Regions from separate parts of the Oryctolagus cuniculus genome. Here region 2 is linked to region 1. The links are chromatin contacts, called in public Hi-C maps. All regions are on one chromosome and are shown on one strand. Each heading gives the region's core, a stretch centred on a gene start, on an enhancer-like site or on the middle of the called end of the contact. The rest is flanking DNA. Distances are from core to core; before and after follow the strand shown. Region 1 holds the start of SRFBP1 (serum response factor binding protein 1). Region 2 holds the start of ZNF475 (zinc finger protein 475).

The links. A called contact is a pair of places that touch in the nucleus more often than the background predicts.
Region 2: a contact with region 1 is called in a Hi-C map of skin fibroblasts, with 2.7 times the contacts expected there. The contact joins the promoter of ZNF475 here to the promoter of SRFBP1 in region 1. A contact is called at or near these places in 3 of 6 Hi-C or Micro-C datasets (ear pinna, skin fibroblasts and an unstated tissue).

Annotation. Positions count from the first base shown.
Region 1 is chr6:11,657,816-11,662,229 of mOryCun1.1, reverse strand. It overlaps SRFBP1 (serum response factor binding protein 1), which reads right to left and starts at 1,535. Exons shown (of 8, transcript XM_008254947.4): 1 at 1,383-1,535. The coding sequence starts at 1,454. LOC103347854 (arginyl-tRNA--protein transferase 1) reads left to right here and starts at 1,695. Exons shown (of 7, transcript XR_011389658.1): 1 at 1,695-2,474.
Region 2 is chr6:11,872,911-11,877,721 of mOryCun1.1, reverse strand. ZNF475 (zinc finger protein 475) reads right to left here and starts at 2,115. Exons shown (of 3, transcript XM_070075787.1): 1 at 1,173-2,115. The coding sequence starts at 1,976.

The sequences.
Region 1 (4,414 bases), core at 286-2,785:
AGGGAGCCAGAAACAGGTAAATACAAGTTTTCAGAGTAGAAAACACTCTGACTGCACAAAGACACTCACATTACGCACACTAAGGTGGTTTAGCAAAGGCTTCTTGTAGGTCAATTTTTTAAATTTTCATTTTCCTTAAAACGCAGATGGTCAGAGAGACAGACATCTTCCATCTACTGGTTCAGTCCCCAAAAGCTCTCAACAGGCTGTACTTCCACCCAGGTCGCCCACATATGTGGCAGGGACACAAATACTCGAGCCACCGCCTCCTGCCGCTCAGAGTGTGCGTGAGCAGAGCGCAGCAGGCAGGCACTGACCCGGGATACAGGCGTCCCACGAGGCAGCCTAGCTGCTCTTCACGAGGCCTGGGAATGACCTAAGTGCAAAAAGAGAAAAGCTTCCCGTGGCCGATTCCCGGCCGTGAACACCGCCACAGTTATTTTAACATTGGGCAGGGGAACTCCGTAGCATTTCCTGTGAATTACCAACAAAATCAGATTTAAGATCCTTTTCACCTCATAGGCAATATTAACGGAGAACAGTGCACCCGATAGTTCCTGGCAAAAACAAAGAAGGGGTTAACCCATGCTTAGCAATCGGCACTGAGCGCCCTGACTTCGCCTCGGTACAGCCTGGTCTCTGCTCCGCACTGGAGTCAATTCCTTGACCCGCAGTCGGGCAGCGCAGCACTGCGCTTCCTCTCGCCACTCTGTTACGCAGGACCCGCCCGTGCCCAAGCCCCCACTACCCACCCCTCCCGCCTGCACTGGTCCCTACCTGCCTCGGGCTGCGAGACCGAGGACTACCGTCGCCGAGCCTCCTCTGCACGGCTAGGCTTTGGGGGGACAGGGGGGCGCACCTCAAGCCCTATTCTGCATCACAGGTGCGCGCTGCCCAAGCGAGGGACACAGAGAGAGGGCAGCCGGGGAGGGAGAGCAGGTACACACAGCTCTTTTCCGGAGCGCTGCTGTGAACGCGGCCCAGACGCGACATCGCCGCGGGAACAGACGAAGCAGCGAGTGTAGACGTCTCGCCCACGACGCGCGCCCCGAGCCCCTTCCCTCCGACAGCAGAGCGGCGGGCGGCGCGCACCGTGCATTCGGCACACCTCAGCCTTCACGGCCACCTCGCAAGCTCTGCTGCGCAGAGGGCACCGCAGGCGCGGGGCAGTCCGTCATCTGCTCCAAGTCCCGCGGACAGAAGCCCACGAGACAGACCTATCGCCGGGGTTAGTCACCTGGACACCGTGCAGTTCCGGGACCCCTCGGGGCCCCCGAAAAACGCCTCCAGCCTCCATCTCCACCCCCCCCCCCCGGCCCACCTCCAGACCGCGCGTGGCTAGGGCCGAGGAACCCCGCGGGATTTAAGACACGGTCGCTTACCTCGTTATTCAGGTTCAGAGCTCCCGGCTGAGCCATGGTAGCCCCAGGAAGAGGACCGGCGGCCGCCAGCATGCGAGGGCCGTTCGCAAAACTGCGCCTGCGTCGCCACGCCCCCCAACGGCGGCCTCTTTGGCCCAAAACTCGCTCGTGCTCTGCGCGCGCTGAAGCCCGGATGAAAGGCACGCGGCTGTGGGAGGAGCAAGAACGGACCTGAGAGGGAACAACTTCCGGCGCCGAGCCCGACGCGCTGCGTTAGCCGTTCCCGGAAACCAGCGGGAGCTGGCGGCTGGATGTGTGTGGAATCTTGTAGATTATCTTTTTCCTTTTTTAAAAAAAGATTGATTGATTTGAAAGGCATAATTAGAGAGCGGGAGGGAGGGAAAGAGAGAGAAATCTTCCATCTACTGCTTCACGCCCCAAATGGCTGCAAGGGCCGGAGCTGGGCCAGGCTGGAGCCAGGAGCCAGGAGCTGCTGCAGCGTTTCCCGCGTGCGGTCGTGTGCTCCCGCTTTCCCAGGCCCATTAGCAGGGAGCCGGGCGGGACTCCAGCACTGGGCACGTGGGCTGCCGGCACCACAGGTGGTGGCTTAACCCTCCCTCGCCGCGCGGACCCCAACTCGCAGCGTTTTTATCTGCTATTTAATGTGCTGGCCGCTGGAGTACAGGGATACGGGGGCTTGATGCAGACCCTCCGAGTGCCGCGAGACCGCCGCGGGGCAGCCCAAGCTGGTGTGGGGGGGATGCGAGCCAGACGCCACGGGCCGGGGGGCGCTGTGGGCGGCAGAGCTCGCGTGGCCCCCTTGTCCCCCTTCACGCAGAAAATTCAGATTCAGAACCCAGCCCCAGCCAGGCCGTGTTGCCAGCTCACAATACGCCAACTCCTGACTCCGCGTAGAGCAGCTCAGGTGTGTGTGTGCTTTGACAACTGTGGCTCGGCGCGTGCTTTGAGCACAGGTGGACTAACTGCCACATTCTTGCCCTTCTTTTCCCTCTTTGCCATCGCTGGATGATACAGTGAATTGTAATCATCGCGTTTGTGTGCCGCCCCTCGTTAAAGCTGAGCTCCTAGAGTGTAGGAACCGGTTCACTTCAGGTGCGTAGTAGGAGTTCTGCATAGTCGGACACAGTATAGAATGTCGGTGACCGTTAGTGGAGAGCTTGAAGGGAGAAAGATCTGACGCAGGAGGAAGCTATCACTGTGGTCCCTTAAGCTCCAGAAAACATGAATACAGAGTTTGTCAGGGTAGACGTGGTGGTGCACGGAGTTAGGGACGCTTGAGATTGCTGCATCCATGTTGGAGTTGCTGGGATGGGGCCACCCCCACGGTTCTGATACAGCTTCCTGCTGTTGTGCCTGGGGGCTGTCAAATGATGTCCCAGGTACATGGCTTCCTGCCACGCACGTGGGGGATCAGGATGGAGTTCTAGGCTCCTGCGGTTCACCTGGACCAGCCCTGCTTTTGTGAGCATCTGAGGTGTGAACGAGTAGGTCATTCAGTGAATGAAAGGCCTCTCTCTCTCTCTCTCTTCCCCGCTCTCCTTCTCCCTCTCTCTTTCCCTCCCTTAGAATAAGTAAAAACTCTTTAGAAAATTGCCAGTGGTTCTGCTCTTTTTTGTCTTTTAAAGATTTTTTATTTGTTTGAAAGAGTTACAGAGATGAGGGGAGAGACGGAGCGAGAGATCGTCCACCCCCTAGTTTACTCCTCAGATGACCACAGTGGCTGAGTCTGGGCCAGGCTGAAGCCAGGAGCCACGAATTTCTTGCAGGTCTCCCAGGTGGGTAGCAGGGCCCCAAGCATGTGTGCTGTCTGTCATTGCTTTTCCCAGGCTGTTAGCAGGGAGCTGGATCAGAAGTGGAGCTGCTGGTTCTTGCACTGGCACCCATGTGGGATGCTGGCATTGCAGGGGGCAGCTTTACCATCTGTGCTGCAACACCTGTGCCGCCAGTGGCTCTTAGAAGCTTTGCAACCTTTTGACCACCCCTCTTTCTCTCCAGCGCCTCCATTTCAAAGCCAGTTGCATGCATCAGCATTGCTTTCCTCCATTTTTTTAGCTCAGACTAAAAAAATGCTTGTGTTGTATGCTTGCCCTGCCACATCTGTTTTCTTGGGCACTTCTTTTCAAGATCAGGTCAAGTTCCTTTCATCTTTTTAAGAATTCTTTCCATGTCCCCCAACAAAAGTTAACAGATCTAATTTGAAACTCAGTGTATACTGTCAGTTCTTTTCCTTATAAGTTTTGAACAAAATTGAATGCTCTTGTTTGTAGGGACTAATATTTTCCCATCTTCACAATATTAATATGAAGTCACTTGTTCCAGGCATACAAACTCAAAGTCAACCCACCCCTCTGTTTTCATGCTGCCATCTCAAAAATTATTTTTTTGTCTACAGTGTGACTCTGTTCTCCTGCTCTCATTAAGTTATACACATTTCCACATGCTTATCTTAATGAGGCTGTAAGATTCTATAGAAAATAAAACACAAAACTGGACCTGGATCAAGTAAATGTTGTCAGAAAAATGAAACCACAAAGCTCTAATCATCAGATATAACTAGCTGGAGACCATTTAGTCATGTAGTACAGTCCTCCAGTTAGTCAAACTAAGAGCCAGCAGACACATTCAGTAGGGGCTCAAGCTTTAGGTGTCAGCCCTCAGATCCCTTTGGATTTGTCTGCATGGGCTGACAACAGAATATCCCAGACTTGGTAGCTTCCACAGAGGGATTTATCCCCACAGTTCTGCAGGCTAGAAGTCTTAAGATTTAGATGCCATCTGGGTTCTCTTGGTTTCCAGCTGGTTTGCCTTCTTGTGGCTGCATCCTCACACGACTTTTCCTCTGTGCACATGTGGCGGGGAGAGAGCCTCCAGAGTCTTCCTACTCTTAGAAGGGTACCAACCTGTTGGATTAGAGTCTCTTCACTGTGACCTCATTTAACCTCAGTTACCTCTCTAAAGTCTCATCTCCATACACCATTGCATGGAAAGTTAAGGCTTCAACCCATGAATCTGGGAAGAGGGACCTCTGTAAC
Region 2 (4,811 bases), core at 866-3,365, 210 kb before region 1:
GCATCTGTTGGTCTGACTTTCCCGGCGCAAGAATCATTGTCTTGGAATCTCCTAAACCAGTGAGTCCACAGCCACTTCATTTTAATCATGGAACTCAGAGAAGAAACGGACTAGACAGTCCTCGTGGTAAAATTAAAAGGAAGAAAATTTGGATTAAAAAAAAAGAGATTCCCACCCCCGGTTTAATTATAACAATAGCTGTATAACCTTGGTTTTCCTAAAACAATCTATTCAAAGAGTCCCTGTATTGGGGCATTTCCAGTAGCAAGCCACAGGGAAAAGACTCTGTCTCCTGATTCGGCATCCTGTAAGGTGTGACACAGGACAGCGCGATCACTCCCTGGTCTAATGGCAGGACAAGGAGCACGTGGGCCACACTTCTCTCCTGCAGCCAGCAGCCCACACAGTGACCACTTCCTGGCCCTGCCGGATGCTGGCACCTCAAGCAGAGACCCAGCAATTCTTCACCATGTAGGTTCGCACATGAGAATGTCCCAGGTTGGGGGTCAGAACTCTGTGTAGAGCTGAGACACAGGGGAGGGAGAAGAGGTGGGAACTGAGTGCCTGCCAGAGCCATGAACACACATCTCCTCGCTTCTGAGTCTGTGCTGGGGCTAATCCCCTCCTCACCTCCACCGCACCAAGTGTTTCAAGACAGATTTGCTACATTTGCAGAGTGTATGCATGTCTGCAAGTGCCCCAGTGTTTAATTCTTGCTAAAGTCATTTGGGGTTTTTGACACAGATTCTATTTTGGTAAGATAAACTCAGCCTAAGCCAGCATGGCCAGAACCGAATTCCTAAGGTAGATGCCTAAAATAAACCAGCAATAAATATTGACTGTTGGAATGGGAATTATATCTGTGTAATGTAGACACAGCAGAGTGAGTCATTTTTGAATCACAGTCTCTCCCAGGAATTACTGGCGTGGGGGAATCAAGGGAGAAGGAAGCCCCTCACAGGGAGATGAACCCACCAGGCAAGGAAGTTTCTAGAGAGATCTAGCCTCGTGCATCCAGCAGAGGGCAACGTGATCAGCCTGCATTGAGACAGAAATGGGCATGGAAGGACTCCTGTGGGGACTGACTGTGGGGACACTTTTCTCTCACCCCCGCCCCCCCGTGGGAGAATGGACCCCCGCCCACCCAATGCACCTTATGAGGCGTGGATTACCTTATCAGATACACTAGGCGCTGCCTTGTTGCCTTGCTGCTTGGCACCAGTGGCCTCAGAGAGGCCACCCTGACTCCCTAAGGACAAGCTCTGTGCTTTGGGGCCGCTGGATTGAGCTGCGCAACTTCTCAGGTGCACCAGGAGGCGTTCTGGGGCGAAGGTCCGGGGACAGTTTGGGCAGGGCACAAGCTGCACCTGACTCGGCCCCTCGTGGCCGGCCAGTCCAGACGGGAGGGACTCAGGCTTCCGAGGGAGCGGCTGGCGGAGCTCCCTGGGCAGCCGGTCATTCTCTATCTTCCACTTTTCCAGGCATTTGGGTTCATGGATAGGGAGCGACAGGCTACCGAACTCCCTACCACAGATGTAGCACGGGAGCATCCTTGGGCGGGCAGGGGCTGTGCCGGTAGTTTTCCCGAGACCAGGAAGGTCTGCAGGGGAAGGCGCCCTGGGCCCCTGGCCCTTCGGCCTGCAGCTCCTCTGGTGAACAGGAAGACGATCCGGCAGGAAGGTGCGGCCGCACACTTCGCAGGGCACCAGCTGAGCCTGCGCGCCCTGGAAGGCGGCCTCGTTGGCTTCCTGGAGGCTGTAGGAGCCGCTGCCGCCCAGGGGCTGTGGTTTGGAGGGTTCTGGCCTCCTCAGGTGCTTGGGCAACTTGCTGTTTTCCGCACGCCACTTCTCCAGGCACTGGGGCTCGTGGATGGCAAGGGACTGAGACCCAAACTCCCGGCCGCAGATGTAGCAAACCCGGAAGGCGGGCCTGCGGGCTGGGATGACCGGGGGGCTGGGCTGGCCCGCTGCCCTCATTCTCCTGCCCGATCGTCTGGACACGATCACAGTGCCAGGTCGGGTTTTCTGGGCCTGCGCCTGTACCCTGTCACCAGGTTCGGCACCCCGTGTTTCTGGACAAAGGCTGGCGGGGGATTCGGGGGGCGGGACGGCGTGGTTGATAAAGAAGGTGGGTTCCTTACAATGGTGGAAAGTTTGCTGCAAGTCGTTGGAAACCCTCCTCTCCTTTCCTCTTTCCATGAACAAAGCAGTCTTTCTCCGGCGTGTGCTCTGATTTCAGGCCAGGCTCATTCTGGGCTCCTGCGTGGAGAGGAGGTTGGCCAGCTTGGCTGTCCTGGGGTTCCACATCGTTGCCAGTGCCTCGGCCCAGAGGCTGTGGCTCACAGCGTGGTCCTTGAAGGCAGCGGTCTGGAATGTTGGAAATCTCATGTCTCCAAGATCTGTGCAGGGGTGGAGACAGAGACGGAGAAGTTACAACACACACACACACCCCTAACTTGCAGGCTGAGATAAAGGGCGGGGATTTTATTTTTTTTTTTAAGAGTTGACCTCGTATCCTCTTTGGCTACATGGTAACCAGCACGTAGGATTTGTTCCATAAAAACTGAAGTAAATATAGAGACAGTTTCCATTATGAATGGTACTGCTGACTGTATTGAAAGTAATGGTTCTGCACAGAGACACAGCCACAGCACAGCGCAGACGCAGGGGGCACCAAGCAGCAAGGGCCGACTCCAGGGCGGGGAGGCCACAGGAGAGGGCACTGCAACCTGGGAAAATCACACGAATGAAACTAGCAGATGTGGGGGAAAGATGGTATTGGACCCCACAGAAACCTCCACTCCCTCAAGGGATTGCAGAGCTCGGCAGGCAGGAGAGGGCACAGCTCTCTCTCTGACAGTTCTCTGAAGCCTACGCCACTCTCAGAATGTCGCTAAAAGCAAAATCGTCGTAATACAAGTACAAATGTTTTTGTTGTACCAAGGGAAAGCAATTTCATCGAGATAACTTATTTTTTTTTTAAATTTTGATACAAAAAGTTCTTCAGCAGGTTCATGGAAAATGCAATTGACAGGTAAGTGTAGGTTGGCACAACCACATTAATGCATCTGTTAGTCCCATACCCATAAGCATGGTTAAGTCCCTGCCGGCGTTCTTACTAGGATGTGGTAGTCCGGACTTCATGAGTACCCACGGACCTGAAGCTCACCCTACAGACCGGGTCAGCCAGCAGGGAAGATGGAGAGGACCATCAGCAGACCTCGGAGGGGAGAGACGTCTCATACCCCACCACGTACCCGTTTTTATTTGTTAAGTATCGACCATCGTTCCCAAGCAAAGGAGACCGAGGTCCACGCCCAGCCCAGGGGGCCACCTGCACAAGGAACAAGAAGCTTCAAGGCGGCTTGATTCTCCTTTTTTTCTAGGAATCACACCTAGTATCTTGCTTTATAAGAGGTGTGTGTGTCTTCCACACTTTTATTATTTTTTTCAAAGATTTATTCATTTTATTTGAAAGTCAGAGTTAAGAGAGAGGGGAAGAAATGAGAGCGAGGGGAGAGAGAGAGAGAGAAAGAGAGATCAGTCTTCCAATCACTAGTTCACTCTGCAAGTGGCTGCATTGGCCGGGGCTGGGCCAGGCCGAATCCAGGAGCTTCCTGTGGGTGCAGGGGTCCAAACACTTGAGCCATCTCCTACTGCTTTCCCAGGTGCTTATTAGCAAGCTGGATTGGAAGTGCAGCAGCCGGGATTTGAACCAGCGTCCATATGGGATGCCCGCGCCGCAGGCAGCAGTTTAACCTATTGCATCCAAACACCTGCCCCACACTTTTATTTTTATAAAAAACCATGGCCATGCTGGCACTGTGGCGTAGTGGGTAAAGCCACCGCCTGCACTGCCGGCATCCCATCTGGACACCGGTTCGAGTCTCGGCTAGTCCACTTCCAATCCAGCTCTCTGCTGTGGCCTGGGAAAGCAGTGGAAGATGGCCCAAGTCCTTGGGCCCTGCACCTGTCTGGGAGACCCAGAGGAAGCTTCTGGCTCCTGGCTTTGGATCGGCCCAGCTCTGGCTGTTGCGGCCATTTGGGGAGTGAACCAGCGGGTGGAAGACCTCTCTCTCTCTCTCTCTCTCTCTCTCTCTGCCTTTGCCTCTCTGTAACTCTGCCTTTCAAATAAATAAACAAATCTTAAAACAACAGCAACAACAACAACAAACCATGGCTACTGGGCTTCCCTAGAATAAAGAGCTGATAAGATTATCGCATTCCAGGCCTGAGGAGTTGGTATCTTGGGCAGGTCTGTTTTTATTGTTTTTATCACTTAGCCACAAACCCACCCCGGGAAAGTTTATTGTTGGAGTCACAGGACTTTGTGCTAACCCAAACCCTCCAGTCACCACCACCGAGGGAGCCCACTGGGTCCGAGGCTGCACCCGGGGCAGCCTGGCCACCCCCTGAGTTTAGGCGGAGTGTGGACAGCATGCTGCGGCTGTGGAAACACTGGGCGGTGAGTTTATAGGAAACACTGGGCAGTGAGTTTATAAGGGACGAAACGAGCCAGGAGATCTCTGCCCTGGTCCTGTATCTTGGTGCCGAGAAAGGTCAGCCCCTGTGCGGTGGAGACTAATCAGCTCGGCCCTGGCATAGGGAGCGAAGTGATTCTTCATTCTGACAGATCCTAAGACAGTGATATTAACACATGTGGCAAAAGAATGTGCTGGCCCCAAACAGAGTGGCCAGCTCGGAGAATGAAGCTGAGAGAAATTTATCACTTTATCAGCACCATCCAAAAGAGGAAGTGGATCCGGGGAACAGGGTAAAATGATTGCACTAGGGTTTTATGGGCACGTGGGT